Linked DNA regions of Mus musculus: regions 2, 3, 4 and 5 are each linked to region 1. A link is a contact called in public Hi-C, HiChIP or PLAC-seq and promoter capture Hi-C data. All regions are on one chromosome and are shown on one strand. Each heading gives the region's core, a stretch centred on a gene start, on an enhancer-like site or on the middle of the called end of the contact. The rest is flanking DNA. Distances are from core to core; before and after follow the strand shown. Region 1 holds the start of Tmem9 (transmembrane protein 9). Region 2 holds the start of Tnni1 (troponin I, skeletal, slow 1). Region 3 holds the start of Inava (innate immunity activator). Region 4 holds the start of Lad1 (ladinin). Region 5 overlaps Tnnt2 (troponin T2, cardiac).

Region 1 (2,841 bases), core at 246-2,745:
GCAGGGAGATCTCTGAGTTCAAGGTCATCTGGGACAAAACAAGTCCCAGATCCAGGTGTGGTGGTACACACCTTTATGTGGGCCACACACCTTCTCCTGGAGACTTACATAAGAACATTGGAAGAAGGAAGATTCTCTCTTCTTCTGCTTGCCTTGTGGAACTGAGAAACTGCTAGATCCTTGGGCTTCCATTCACAACTGCTGCTGACCACTGTTGGGCAGTTGGACTACAGACTGTAAGTCATCAACAAATTTGCTTAGTATATAGAGACTACCCATAAGTTCTGTGACTCTAGAGAACCCTGACTAAAACAACCATTGTTTTTTGGTTTTTGTTTTTGTAATAAATATCAAGTTATACAAGAGCAGAGATGGGGCTGAAGAGATGGCTTAGTGGTTACGTGTACTGACTGCTCTTCCAAAGGTCCTGAGTTCAATTCTCAGCAACCATATGGTGGATCACAACCATCTGCAATGTGATCTGACACCCTCTTCTGGTGTGTCTGAAGACAACTACAGTGTACTCATATACATAAAATATAAATAAATCTTAAAAACAACAACAAAAAAAGAGAACAGAGACAAGGCTAGCCTCCCCCTCCCCCAGGCAGCTTCAGTGTCTTATATAGTACCCACCACAAATAGTGCTCAGATAATATGTCTAAGGAGGAAAACTCTTTTGTGACACATGACTTTCTATACTAAATTTCATTCTGGCCATATGACTATTCTTCTTTCCAGGAGCCCCAACCCATCAAAGCTGTAGGGACCCTTAGCTAAGGAAACTGGTACCCAGAGAGGGAATGCATGTTTTCTAGGGTAACACAGGAGCTTAGTTCGATGCACTTGAGGCCAAAGCTCAAGTGTCCTCACTGCAGTGGCCCCTGGACTCAGGTGACTCCAGTTTCCTTCACTGCTGCTAAGAAGTTCACATCTGTCCCTCTGCAGCCTGTAACCTCCTCCTAGTCCCAGACTGGCCTAGTACACCTTGTTTCAATTTGCCAGGCCTTCAGAACCAGTGCAGGCTAAGGAGGCACAGCTCCCTCCAGCCCACGCCTATTACTAATCCTGTCTTGCCCTCTTTGGCATATGTCTTTGTGTGTAGGAATAGAGCCTGGGCCCTTGAGTTCCTTGTTAAAAAACAAAACAAAACAAAACAAAAATGTGTCTCTATAATAATATTTTCAGACTATGAATAAGCACAATGGTCCTTGATCTTGTTCTAAAATCATTACTAGTTTCATTTCTAAAATGCTTTCTCTGAAACAGTAAGATAGTATAAGGCGAGGACAAACAAAGCACTCTAGGAGGAGTTGAACGGACCCACAGGGCTAGAGCTTCAGTTTTCAGTAGGAAAGGCAGACATTCCCTTTTCTTGCTAAATCCTGGTAGAGAAATGCGTGCCTCTCCCTAGATTGTAAGCCTCCGGGACCAAGAGAAGGTGGGTCTTGTTGTCTTGGCAACTAGCGAGGTTGGGCTGAGCGGCGACTGTAGCAGCCAATAGATGCTGAAGGGGTGGAGCCTGCTGATCAGTGGCGGCTGCGGCTGAGCTTGCAGGTTGGTAGACTCGGCATTGGGGGAGGGGTACGGGGGTCGCAGGGACACTGGGGGTTCACAGCCACCCCAAATCCTTAGGCAGGGTGTGCAGTACTCTTGGCGGTCGGAATCGGGGCTTCTGGTTGGGCCTGAGCGGCGCCACCAGGGCGGTGGAGGCAGAGATGGCGGAGGGCGGTGGGAGGAGAGGTGAGGGTCGGAACGCGGCCTGGTGACAGGATCTGGGGGCTCCGGGCGGCTGTAACCTCAGAAAACTCCCTCTGCTAGTGCACAGATAGCTTTTGAGAGCTGGGCTTGGTGAGGAGAGGGAAAGGTTTAGAAGGCCAGGAATCCTGGAACTCAGCCCTCTTCCCTCGTCTGGCAAAGCTGAAAAGGGGCCGAGGGTGCTGCCTCTGTTGTGACCACTATCCCTTTTTCCGACTCCATGTTTCTTTTTATCCCCCCAGGCATCTAGTCTTGCTGGCTCAGCAAGCCCGATAAGCATGAAGCTGCTGTGTTTGGTGGCTGTGGTGGGGTGCTTGCTGGTGCCCCCAGCTCAAGCCAACAAGGTGAGGGAAGTGGGCCAGCGGCACCTTGTTCCTGGGCTGCCGCCGAGGTAGCCGAAACGCCACCCTGACCCCTCCCCCACCCGAGAACCCTACTTGGGGGCGGGGACCTTACCTGGGACAAGCTGCTGGCCTTCCTAAGGGTGTAGGGAGCACGGGGTTCAGAGCCTACCGCACAGGGTCCGGACCAAACTAGCCCTAGGTAGACTTCTCCGCAAGCAAGAAAGTTTAAGAAAAGTTACCCAAGTTCTCTGTATCTTCCTTTGCCCCAAGTAAAAACAGCTGTGGTCGAATCTCCTGCTCAATTTGATAGTCAAATCATGTAATGTTGTAAAATGCTCTGAGTGTAAAGGCATGCACAGATGGGAGCTTTTTGGCTTCAAAGCTAACCCAGCTGCACTGTGGACTCCAGAGGCTGCTCTCATTCCTTCCGGGTGGGAGACCCGCAGCTAGGTTTAGATGATGTACGCGGCTCTAGGCTGTCCGCTTTCGATTCTGACTCTCCCTGAGACACTGAAATAACATTGAGTATTAGGGCTTGCGTGCTTCTTTGCTCTTCAAGGAATTCCTGACGGGAGTCTTCCCGTGATAATGTCCCAGTTTTCTTTATTCATCCCTTTCCCCTTTCTAACCTAAGGAGTTAAGACAGAATTGAAGGGGAATCTGGCCACCTAGCTCACCAGACACAATTGTAGGCCCCAGGGTTGAAAAAGCCTGTCACTTTGCTTGCTATATACACTGC
Region 2 (2,841 bases), core at 203-2,702, 220 kb before region 1:
CTAAAAATATGGCAGGTGTTCCCATTGAATGGTACCCCAGGTCGACTTGAGCCTCCACAATTATCAATATGCCTCTGCACACACACTTATATATACACTGCACACATGATAACACACACACACACACACACATACACACACACACACACACACACACACACACACACACACCTGCGCGCACACACATACACCTCAAATTTTTTCTTTAAAATTATTTATTTATTTATTTATTTATTTATTTATTTATTTATTTATTTATTTATTATAAGTAAGTACACTGTAGCTGTCTTCAGATGCACCAGAAGAGGGCATCAGATCTCATTATGCGTGGCTGTGAGCCACCATGTGGTTTCTGGGATTTGAACCCATGACTTTCAGAAGAGAAGTCTTACAGGCTTCGAGAATGTGACCTGTGAAGAGCAGACTTGGAGCCATCTCTGCCAGGCAGCAGAATATTAGTGTCCCCATGGCAGGATTTTTCTTCTTTATGGGCCCTGGAAATACACCTCCTTAGCTCACACTTGCCCACCTACACCCTCCCTCTGAGAGCCTGCTTCTGACCTCCCAGAGGGGGTCAGTCCTCTGCCTGTCCTGCCTAACCTGGGATCTTGGCCTACAAGATGACTGACTATAATAGCCACTGGATTAACATAGCAGGCATTGTCTTTCTCTGACTATAGGGTGGGTATTATGTGTTCATCAACAGCCCTAAAAATACTCAGGAAACAGGTGTGGCCCTGCAGTCAGGCAGGCTCTGGTTGACATGAAGATTAAGCAGGGAAAAGACTTTTAGTCTCCCTGGGTTCAAGAAACGGAATGTGGAATGCTACTTAGAACCTGGGCAATGGGGATTCCTTAAAGGCCATCTGAAGATGTGGATGGAAGTCTACTCCATCTGCAGGCTTCCATGAACACAAAGGTTGTGTTTCTGCTATTGGGACTCAGCTGGACCTCAGAAACATGCTCTGGGGCCACCAGAACTCTGCAGGCACCCTCCTGTCTCACTGTCACCAGAGACACAAACACTTAGGTCTTTGGTTTTTTGAGGGGTTTGAAGCATGTCTACAATGTCCTGGCTGCAGAGGAAGTGTCAGCCTGCCAGCTCCTTCCCTGGTCCTTTTAATGGTTTCTCAGGCCTCCCAATGCCCTGATCTCCTTCATACCCCTTCCTGTTCATGTGTCTGGTCAGCTCCACAGCCAGTGTAGTCTTCCCCTCTCTGCCTTCTCCCAGGTGAATGCTGTTTCCCCCAAGTCAAAGGCTCATGTGTGCAGGGTTGGTGTGTGCTCCTGATGCACACACACTGGTCTCTAAGCCTGTGGTCTACACGGCAGCACATATCTGCCCTGCGAGGTGTGCAGGGTGGGAGGGGGTGGGAAGGAGGGGCAGCTGGAGGGGCAGCGGCTGTTCTATTTTTACTGGCCAGTTGCCGGAGGCCACGGTTTTCATAGCCTGCCCTCAGCTCTGCCCCCACACTCTGCAGTCTGTGGTGAGGCTCAGGCCAGCCTAGCTCCACGAGGACTAAACTAGGTAAGTGTCTGACCATGGACCTGGGCAGGGCTGAGTAGAGAGGTGAGGTTTTGTTTAAAGAGGAAATGAAGTTTGGGAGACAGAGATGTTTCTTATTTGGATAAGAAGGTTTGGTGGCAGACTACCGTACGAACCTTGCCTTTTGTCCCATCCAACAGCTGTGGGTGTTGGGTCTTGAGGGAAACAATTGTCCAACATGTTCCTCAGGGGCTCAAAGCAGGGCAGAGTGGAGGATGCTCTCATGAGGGACTGCAGCCAGTGGCAGGAAGGACAGGGCTCCTGGTGGGAGGGGTGGCACTGGGGACCAAGTGAGCCAAGGCATCACAATTAGGAGAAGCCTGGGGAGACAGGACAGTGGTTAAGGCCTGCAGCAACAGGAAAAGAAGATGGCTGGCATGCAGGACTCTGAGGAGACAGTCCGGAGGCCCTGCTGACCAAAGAGACCATCTTGTTTCTTTGTCCTTTCTCTCTGACAGGCACTTTGAGCCCTCTTCACCTGTCTCACCTGCACAGGACACGAACAGGTAAAGACAGACCGTCATGCCTCTCCACTGTTTCTGGCTCTGAGTTGTAGGAGCTGTTGGCAGGAGGTGGATGACAGCAGTGTCTGGGGTGGGAACACAAGAGCCTGTGAGGACATAAGCTAGTAAGATATCTAGACAGCGTGGTGGTAGGAGGAGGATTAGGTTAAAGGCAGCCCCTACCCCAAGGCATGGACTCTAAGTGCTTCTAATGTTGGACTTCCTGGTCACAAGCTTGGAAGTCCAGCTTGTTAACACCCTGTTTGGGAGGATGGGGGTGCCCTTGAACTAAGGTCCAAGGTCATAGGTGGGGAGCAAGGGTAGAGCATGATGTTCTTATGAGGAAGGTCAGTTCCTTTCTGCTGTGTTTCACACAGGACTTACACACTCACACTTAAGCGTGCAGGCGTGGCGTGGAAAGCTGGCAGCTTTTCCACACCAAGGGCCTCAGGGCCAGGAAGGCAAGCCTTGAGTCAGGTCTGAGTCTGATTCCTTCCTTCCAGCTCTGTGTTTTCTGTTATCTGCTTGTAGTACAGATGGAATTCGGCCCTCCTGCCTCACTGCTATCTACAGCCTGGCTTCTAATCAGGCCCTGCTTCTCTTCCGTAGAGCCTGTCAAGGGGTCCTGCCTGGGAGGGGGGTGGTGGTGTTGTCAGAGCACAGGTCAGGCCTCGTGCTTGATGTGGGACCCCTGGGCCTGGCATTTGTCAGTGTGACAGTTGGGGACTGCCTGGAGCTTGGCAGGAGGCCCAGGCTGGCCCCAGCAGTGGGCCCCACACTGATGACAGTGGG
Region 3 (2,841 bases), core at 119-2,618, 220 kb after region 1:
AATCCACTAGAATCTAGGGTTTGGAATTAGGCTGACCTAACTAACAGTCCTCCTGCCAAGATGGATGTTATCGGAAGACACCATCAAGGGATAGGTGGGCACTCTCCAGAGGAAGCTTAAAACTAACTTGGAACTCAGCACCCATTTTCCCTGATCCCAGGTCCCAGAGCCACTGGCTACGAGGACAGGCGAGGAAGTGAGATTTTCTAGCACCGGAATCCCATCTAGGTGGAAGACAAGCCCTTTCCACGACAGCCATCTCTTCAAAACCTTTCGTGTCCAAACTCTTTCACAGACCTGTAACCAAACATACTCCGCTCTCTCCGCTGCCCCCGAAGTTTCTGTGATACTTTAGGAGTCAAAGTTTTTAAAACCAAGTCCTTCAACCTGACCACATCACCCCAACAGCACCCAGCAAAGCACAACCACCAGCATTCCCACAATTACTTAGTGCATTAACAAATCAATGACCAGCCGCGGAGCTCGGGAAATAGTCGGGGACTCTCTGGGCAGGAGGGGTGGAAGAATATCTGTTTTCTTTCTCCACTCCTCTCTGGCCACTAGGAAAGGTATTCACCTCAACTAAGCCAGGGTGGAGAACTAGGGGTAACAGAAGATGCACCCTGAAATCAAACCTCTAAGGCTCTCTGTAAAAAGCCCCTTTGTCCTGTCCCCCCCAGCCCCTCCCCCACCGCGCCCTCTCCTTCTAGGCCGGCCTGGGACTCCGGCTCCTTTTGTTTGCCTGCTTTCTGCCTTCTCGGAACCTGGCCAGGAGAGCCACCGGCCGGGGGAGTGAGTCGAAGGAGAAAGGTTGGCCGTTGGAAACAGCTTTGGGGTAGAAATTCGGGAATGCTCGACCCCTTGGTAAAATTACCCCCTTTCCCTGCAAGACTGCCTCTGCAGAGGATGAAGACCGAGGTTCAGGAGCTCGATTTCCCCCCCCCCCCCCCCCCAGTTCTCCCGCGCTCCGTTCACTAAGTTTCCGCCTTACCTGTCCCACCGAGCTCTGGCGCCTCGCGCCTGCCCCCGCGCCCCCCGCGCCGGTCGCGCAGCTTCAGGACCTGTTGGTCCCGCCCATCTTCCCTCTCCCCAAGGCTCCCCCGGGCCTCCCCTCCCCGGAGGTATTTCATTTAACTTCGGCATTTGCAGCATCCCAAATGTTAAAGATCCCAAGACATCTGTCCCCTGGGGCATACCAAAGGCCCAGTGAAGAGAGGGGAAGATGCTAGAAGGGATTCGAGATTCTGAACCCAGAGACGGGGCGGGGCCTCACGTTGGGTTGGGGCAATGCCAGCCCAAGTGTGCATCCTGCGGCAGCAACAGCGCGAGGGGCGACGCTGCTCCCTGTCTCCCGCATTCACGCAGCCTCGTGGTGTGACACCCCCTACAAGGCCGGTTTCTGAAATCTGGGCGGGGCGAGGCTCGACTAGAGGTCCTAGGGGCCGCCTTTCATCCCCTCTCTCTGGCCCGGCTGGGGGCAGTTTTCATTCCGGAGACCCAAGCGTGGAAGAATGAAAGGAGACGGCACGCCCCTCCCCCTCCTCGCCTATCCTTTCTGGCGGCCGGGACTGCGGCGCGATCGAACCCTGGTCGCCTCCCCTCCGTAGTTCCCAGCCCTGTCCCTTTTGGGGGCAGCGGGCAGAACTCCGGCTTTGGCGGCAAGGCACACACTCCTGGGCAGCGCCTCCTGCTGCTTGCGACGAGCCCACGAAACCATCCATTCATTCAAACTCGCGCTTTCCCCTTTTTCCGTTGGTTCTGTTTACATTGGTACTGTCCTTGCCAGGGCCAAGCATGGCAGTTCAAAGTTCAGACTCCTTTACTAGGAGGGTTCTTAAGTCCAGATCAAGCTGGTATACGTTTGAAGACCAAAAACCAACGGATAGTGGAGGTTGAACCAGGCTGAGGGTCCCCAAAGCCTGGCCAGAGGAGTGTGCTCTCTAAAGAGGAACCTTTGACAGGCAGGATGTACAAGACATCTTGGCAAGGGAACACAGCAGGACCTACGAGCTGTAGGGGATTTAAGATAGAGGTGGGGAGGGGAAGTTACAAGACAGTTACAAGAGTAACTTGTGCACTGGAAGAAAGAACAATCAGACTTTTCTGAGTCTATTGTATACTGGTTCTGAATTGACACTGATCCCAAGAAACACTGTGGCCCTCCAGTTAAAGTAGGGGCTTATGGAGGACAGGTGATTAATGAAGATTTGGCTGATGTCCAACTCACAGTAGGTCCCCAAACTCATCCTGTGGTCATTTCCCCAGTTCCAGAAATGTATAATTGGGATAGATACACAATACTTAGAAGTTGGCAAAATTCTCACATGGGTTCCCTGACCTGTGGAGTGAGGGCTGTTATGATTTGAAAAGCTGAAATGGAAGCCTTTAGAGTTGCCTCTGCCTAAGAAAATAGTGAATCAAAAACAGTATCGTATCTCTGGAGGAACTCTAGAAATCAGTGCCACCATCAAGGACTTGAAAGAGGCAGGGGTGGTGGCTCCCACTGCATCTCCCATTAATTCTCCCATCTGGCCAGTGCATAAGACAGATGGGCTGTGGAGAATGACAGTTGACTATTGGAAACCAAATCAGTTAGCAACTCCAACTGCAGCGGCTGTACCAGACAGTGTACTTGCTTGAGCAAATTCAGATATTTTCTGGTACCTGGTATGCAGCTATTGATCTAGCAAATACCTTCTTCTTAGTACCTGTCCATACGGACCACTAGAAGCTATTTGATTTCAGTTGGCAAGGCCAGCAAGTTTTGCTTCAAGGATATATTAACTCTCTTGCCCTGTGTCATAACTTAGAAGGTATCTCGATCGTCCGTCTCTTCTACAA
Region 4 (2,841 bases), core at 132-2,631, 200 kb before region 1:
CCCAAAATTGTGTGATCCTTCAAACTGCTACTGATCCAAACTGCTACTGAGCACACCTGTGCCCAGCAAAGTGTTGAGGCGACTCTGAGGCGAGATTCCCTTTCAATGCTTGGAAGCCAGGACATGGACACAGATTCCAACTCCATGTTATTGAAACTTCCCTCCCTCCTCTTTCCCACTCATCCCCTGTCCATGGGCTACGGGGCGCACAGTGCCAAGTCTCTCCGAGCTCCCACACCAACATCCAATGAACTATTGGACAGCTTTTTCTAAAACCTTTAATTCAAATGGGTGTTGAATGCAGTTGACAGCTTGACCATATGGAGACAGGTCCCCAAATGGAGTATCATAAGGTCCAAATGGCAAGAAACCCTCTGTTGGTCTCTGGTCAACTTCCTCCCTAAGACCTCTGGAATCCTTGTCCCTTGACCTGAATCCCTGACTCTGGAATCCTTGTCCTGAATCCCAGTTCCTCTCACATCGGGCAGAGGTATGTGAATCACTTCTGGGCCCACAGTTCAGCTTCCCAAAGCTCTTGCTAACCCCACTTCCTGTTCAGTGTCACCTTTGATTACACACTCCTCCCCCATCCCCTTCTTCGTTTCCTTTGTAGATTACAAAAATGGCCCCTCCAGCTCGAAGTGGTGGCTCCTGCCTTTAATTCCAGCATCCTCAGCTTTCAGGAGGCAGAGGCAGGTAGATCTCGAGAGGCAATCAGGCCAGACTCTGACATCCCATCCTGTGTGCTGGGCAGCACCCCAGCCTTCTCTGAACAGTGCCAGTAGCAGCTATTGATTCCATTTCTGATCTTTCAAGGAAAATAAAATTCCCCATCTAGGTATCTGACCTTACACATTCAGTAAGGAGGTAGGTTCCCGAGTGGAAAGCAGCTGGTGCTGCGCTCGCCCACGGGTTCCCACGGGTTCCCACGGGTGGTGTCCGAGTTGCCTCAGGTTATTGCAGTATTAATCTCAGTTACTTATGGACCCTCTTCCTACGACACAGTTATACACCTGTGGGGTATCAAGGAACAGGACCGTGCTTTTGGCGCATATGGTTTTTCATAGCGGTGTCCACTCTATTTTGGCGGGCTTGAGTCTCAGCTCCTTTGAGGAGGGGCTGGTTTTCTTACGCAGTGTCTGCTTATCTAAGCCGAGTCTTTCAGGTAGTTTCTGACCCCCGGGGTGTTTTCTAGGAGCCCCTTACTTCTTCACCGTTGCAGGCACTCTACACCCAAGACTACGGTACCTGATCTAACCTTTCTCCCTGCCTTCCAGCTCTTGGGTTTCTGCCGGCTAAGTCGATTTCCAGGCAGCGAGCTCAGCCTGACCCCGATCTTTGGGTTCCGTCCTCCCCCCAACCCCCTCCCCGACTCCCTGGCACTCTGGACCGCGACTCCCAGGGAAGACGCGGGCCGGCGCCGAGCTGGTCCAACTGGTTCTGAGCAGGAAGTCTCCCGCCCTCGCCCGGGGCAGCAGAGCAGCCCCGCGCTAGCCCCGGCGTGGGTGCAGCCCGCAGCTCGGTGCGACCGTCCCGCAGAGCGGCCGCGCGGGAGACCCGCCCCAGCGGTGATCAGCGCGGCTTTGTCTGGGACGCCCACACCTCAGAGGCCGCTCCTCCGGCCGGCGAATGGGAGCGCGGCGGCGCGGGGCCGAGCCGGGCTGAGATAAGCGGCCATGTGACCCTACCTGGCGCGGGGAGGGGCCGCAGGTGAGCGGCGGAGCAGGGAGCTCGGCACGCGGCGGCCGTGGGGCTCGGCAGCATGTCGGTCAGCAGAAAGGACTGGTCCGCGCTGTCCAGGTGAGTGCAGCCACAGGGGCCGGGTGGCCCGAGGCTGGGGGGTGGGAGCTGTGCCCCTTCGGATCTCCTCTCCCAGACACAGGCCTGCTCTCCGGACGAAGTGAGACACTGGTCTTGTTGCTTTTCGGTGGGGATAGAATTGAGACCAAACTCTGGTCCCCCTAGGTGACAGAGCGGGTGGTCTCCTTGCTCCTTCTCAGCTTCCTGTCCCCTTAGGTCTTAACCAGTACGTTTAGGGTAAGGCTTTTCCGCAGCCTGGACAGCCCAGGGTGCTACTGTCTGTGAGGGCAAGGGACCGTTTTAGGGGGCTGGGAAAATTCAAGAGTTACCCCAAGACTTATTCTTGAGCGGACCCTCAGCCTCTGCGCCTCTGTTAAGAGTTTTAGAATGGATCTGGGAAGTGTCCTTTAGCCCCACCTTATGGAGTCAACAGAACCCGGGTGTGTGAATAGAATCAGAGAAAGTAGCACCCCCACCCCATCCCAAAGAGAGGCTCAAATTCTGAGCACAACATTTGGAGTGGTATCTATGCCACTTGAGGTAAGATGTTATCCTTGTCTGCGCTACAATCTGTGTTTGTGAATCTCAATGGGTCAGAGAATATCTTTGCCATTTCTGCCTGCTGGACAGCCTATCAGGGTCAGAGAAGCCTAGGAGGGGTCAGTATCTAGGAGGCCGCCCCTCTCTTTGTGGCTCCTCTTGGAGCTGCCCCTCCCTCTCCAGAAGTGTTGGAATGAGCATCCGTTCTTCCAATTCCTCACACTGAGTCCCTAACTGGGAAGGCATCCTTTGTCCTAAAGGTAACAGAGGCTCCGGCCAGAGCCCTGTCCTTTCTATTCCTCAGGTTCCAGTCAGGGTAAAATTGGCCTCTTGGCTTCTCTCAAGTGGGCTTTCAGTCTTCAGGTCTTTTGTGGGGTCGGAGCTACGACTGCAGGTGCAGCCCAGTATGGGTACCACCTCCTATCAAGGCATCTCTCACACTGAGAGCTGCTGCCCCTCAGCACCTCCCTGAGGGCATCAGAGTCTTTCAGTCACAGTCTG
Region 5 (2,841 bases), core at 99-2,598, 170 kb before region 1:
CATGCCAGCTCCCTTAGTATGGCCCCCAGTGGGACTTTCCTACCCGTGATTCTGGGATTTGGTAGATGTTCTGTGGGACAGTCCAAAAACTCATTCAGAGCAGGAATGTGGGGTACTTGGAGGGGGAGTCAAATCTTTTCCTATTCTCCCTGCTACTGGGGTCTACCATTTCAGTGAGCGAGAAGCCAGGGCCTGTAGCTGGGGCGCTTCTCTCTCAATGCTTTCAGTTGCTAGGCATGCTAAGCTGCTCCATCCTCAGTAGTGGTTGGCAGGCAATGGTCCTTGAGGCTCAGGCATGTCACGAGGAGTGAGGCTGCCATATTGCTTGAATGTTGACTTGTGAATCAGAGTTCAGGCCTAACTCTGAGCTGGTTGTGGTCTGCGCTGCTGCCAGGCTTTGCACCGCACACTAACCTGTTCTGCTTGCTCCCTTTGCTGTCGCCACCGCCACCTCCTGCACCCGGAAGAGGAAGACTGGAGTGAAGAAGAGGAGGACGGTAGTACAGCGTTCCCTATCCTGTGCCTGTCCCTGCTTTCTTGCTCCTCCTGGGCTCTGGGCTTAGGCTAGGGAGACCAACAACTTCAGAGGGCCAGGACCCTAGGACCCCTCCCCCATTCCCTCTTTTCCTTCTGGGAGGGAAGTGGGAAGGATCTGGGCTATCCTGTCTTCCCACCTGCTCCACATATGGTCACAGAAGGATTCCTGTGATAGGAACAAACCCCAGCTGCTCCACTGCTCATGTCAGTGTTCATGTGGGGACCTTCCCTGTTTTGCCTAAGGCAAGGTTGGGCTCTGGGGACAGAAAAGGCCAGAAATAGCCAGAGCAGAAAGGACATGATGTCAGCTTTCAGATGTGTTCTGCTGAGAGGTGGGGTGAAGGTGGACTTGCTTCTTGGGGGTAACAGGAGGCGAGGGGAGACAGAATGGGGCTTAATTTTAGGACTGGCTTTCCTACAGTGATGTCCAGGGAGGCCTAAGTGTGACCTGTTCCTTGGGCTTCTAAATGACCACTGGGCCCATGGCACGTGGCACAGGAAAATGAAACTTAGGGTGAATGGGAGAAGAGGTGGCCTCAGGGTGGACCCCATAGCTGGCCACCTTCCTCTACTCTTATGCTACCTGACAAACCTCCTGGAGGGTTGAAAGAAGAGGCACCCCAGGACTTCAGTGGGGACCCAGTCCTAAGAAAGGAGGGCAGAGACGATGAGGCAGTGGGGGTGGAGGCCCTCTCTCCTCTGATGGTTCTTTCTGTCCTGAGGTGTTTCTTCTCCCTCTGCCAAGGGGCCACCACTTGTCAGTCTATCAATCACTGAATGTTACAAGCACTTCCGCCAAGCTGAGTCATGGTCTGGATGGCATCCTGTCTCCCTAATCTGTCTGTCCCTTCAGAATGTTGGGAGAGGCGGGGTCCATCCACATCCTGTCAAGCAAACGATGAAAATAGAAACTGCTGGCAACCTTCTGGGTAGCACATCTCTCTAACTATTGGACCTTTCATCCGCCCGCACAACCTCTGTTGGGTTTGGAAGAAGGACTTGAAGAGACACTGGATTCACAACAGACTTTCCCTAGCACCTCAGTTTAGTCAGGACCTGTCCTGTGGTGCCAGCACCTCTGGGGTGAACAGTTGGGGAAGACGATGGATTTCTGTCCCCAGGAAGGTCATGGGGGAAGCTAGTGCTAAACTGGACAGAAAGAGGCTAGACAGAACTTCACCCCAACTAGTCCCCAGCAGTGAGTCTTGATGTCCTGTCACTGGTGTTTCCCACCGCCACACCATTATATTTTATCTATGTATATAATGTGTTTCTACACTAGGGAAGACCCAGCTCAGATTTCCAAACTCTCAGGGAGCCAAATTTAGGGGTACTTACCAGTCAGATGGGACCCTTCTGTTGGATTTCACTTTACCTGCAAAGGAGCAGACAGGGAACTCTGGGGCACTGACTTACTTGGGGGGCGGTTGAGGCATGGATGAGAGTGTAGATGAGTGGGTGAGGTTATAGGAATCTTTGCTTGCAGAAGTAGTCCTGGGCTGGGCGTGGCTTTGTGCTCCAGTTTGAACCAGGAGCCAAACAGCATTCCTCTGTCATTTGGGTCTGTGGCTCCTATATCATGTGAGCCTGGATGTTACTGGCTCTGTTCTACCCTCCCGATGTGATCTCTGTTCTGGGGGTGCTTTCTGCACGTTAAGAGAGAGGGTCAGTTGGTCATGGTGTCTTTTTTACCTCTCCAGAGCAAGAGGAGGCAGTGGAGGAGGAGGAGGCTGGTGGGGCTGAACCTGAGCCTGAGGGTGAGGCTGAGACAGAGGAGGCCAACGTAGAAGGTACAGCCCAGGGTGAGGGGATGAGGGGCTAGGGGTGGTGTCTTAAGTCGTCCAACAGGTGCTTGCTAGCTTGTGTCCCTGTCTGGGCTCGGGGGATGCAGCAGTCTGCTTTCTGGGTGATGATTGTCAATACAGAGCTTCGTTTGTGGTTGACCCTACAAACCAGCAGAATATCCTGCCTGACCATGGGGAATGCTCTTGGGGGAATCTGAGTTGGAACAGGACCTCTGTTGATTGATCATGTTTTGTTTAGAGGTTGGTCCTGATGAAGAAGCCAAAGATGCTGAAGGTAAGTGATGCTGGCACAAGAGAACTCCTCATAGTAGCCTTGGGTGAGACTGTGTCCAGGGATTCCTGTGTAACCAGAGGGTGTACAGGAAAGGGTTGGAAGCCAGAATTTGGTGGTACTTGCTGGGCTTGGGAGGGTGGGACTCAAAACCTTTGTCTTCATCTCAGAGAAGTAGCCTTAGTGTCCAACAGGAGAGAGACCCAGTGTCTAGCCCCTGCTCTCAGA

What was found. Promoter capture Hi-C pulls out the DNA fragments that hold promoters and counts their contacts. Hi-C and Micro-C count contacts between places; a contact is called where the count stands out from the background. HiChIP or PLAC-seq counts read pairs in DNA pulled down with a chosen protein or histone mark.
Region 2: a contact with region 1 is called in an H3K4me3 HiChIP or PLAC-seq map of embryonic limb bud, with 2.1 times the contacts expected there. The contact joins the promoter of Tnni1 here to the promoter of Tmem9 in region 1. A contact is called at or near these places in 1 of 39 promoter capture datasets (the SN4741 cell line), 1 of 484 Hi-C or Micro-C datasets (nephron progenitors) and 1 of 115 datasets of contacts at active chromatin or transcription factors (embryonic limb bud).
Region 3: a contact with region 1 is called in a Hi-C map of embryonic stem cells, with 5 times the contacts expected there. The contact joins the promoter of Inava here to the promoter of Tmem9 in region 1. A contact is called at or near these places in 6 of 39 promoter capture datasets (cranial neural crest, embryonic stem cells, liver and 2 more), 1 of 484 Hi-C or Micro-C datasets (embryonic stem cells), 7 of 115 datasets of contacts at active chromatin or transcription factors (the 230-238 cell line, embryonic stem cells, extraembryonic endoderm stem cells and 3 more) and 2 of 9 other capture datasets (adipose tissue and liver).
Region 4: a promoter capture Hi-C map of embryonic stem cells shows a contact between it and region 1, with 2.5 times the contacts expected there. The contact joins the promoter of Lad1 here to the promoter of Tmem9 in region 1. A contact is called at or near these places in 1 of 39 promoter capture datasets (embryonic stem cells), 1 of 115 datasets of contacts at active chromatin or transcription factors (embryonic stem cells) and 1 of 9 other capture datasets (adipose tissue).
Region 5: a promoter capture Hi-C map of the HPC-7 cell line shows a contact between it and region 1, with 2.1 times the contacts expected there. The contact joins the enhancer-like site here to the promoter of Tmem9 in region 1. A contact is called at or near these places in 2 of 39 promoter capture datasets (3T3-L1-derived adipocytes and the HPC-7 cell line), 4 of 484 Hi-C or Micro-C datasets (the HPC-7 cell line, cortical neurons, nephron progenitors and 1 more), 2 of 115 datasets of contacts at active chromatin or transcription factors (double positive thymocytes and embryonic stem cells) and 3 of 9 other capture datasets (adipose tissue, embryonic stem cells and liver).

Annotation. Positions count from the first base shown.
Region 1 is chr1:136,016,506-136,019,346 of GRCm38.p6, forward strand. Tmem9 (transmembrane protein 9) reads left to right here and starts at 1,496. Exons shown (of 6, transcript NM_025439.3): 1 at 1,496-1,557; 2 at 2,001-2,102. The coding sequence starts at 2,037. It also overlaps a transcript of Igfn1 not described here.
Region 2 is chr1:135,797,969-135,800,809 of GRCm38.p6, forward strand. It overlaps Tnni1 (troponin I, skeletal, slow 1), which reads left to right and starts at 1,453. Exons shown (of 10, transcript NM_021467.5): 1 at 1,453-1,528; 2 at 2,005-2,052.
Region 3 is chr1:136,232,912-136,235,752 of GRCm38.p6, forward strand. It overlaps Inava (innate immunity activator), which reads right to left and starts at 1,369. Exons shown (of 10, transcript NM_028872.3): 1 at 992-1,369. The coding sequence starts at 1,194. It also overlaps the pseudogene Gm3878.
Region 4 is chr1:135,817,217-135,820,057 of GRCm38.p6, forward strand. Lad1 (ladinin) reads left to right here and starts at 1,382. Exons shown (of 10, transcript NM_133664.3): 1 at 1,382-1,800. The coding sequence starts at 1,763.
Region 5 is chr1:135,843,318-135,846,158 of GRCm38.p6, forward strand. Tnnt2 (troponin T2, cardiac) reads left to right here. Exons shown (of 15, transcript NM_001130181.2): 4 at 2,238-2,327; 5 at 2,581-2,616. Among named protein-coding and RNA genes, the nearest start is that of Tnnt2, 8.4 kb to the left of the region's middle. Within about 2 kb of position 1,349, at least 33 of the 459 cell types and tissues checked have an H3K27ac peak or open chromatin away from gene starts, as enhancers often do. A contact at or near this core is called in the HPC-7 cell line, where this site is marked.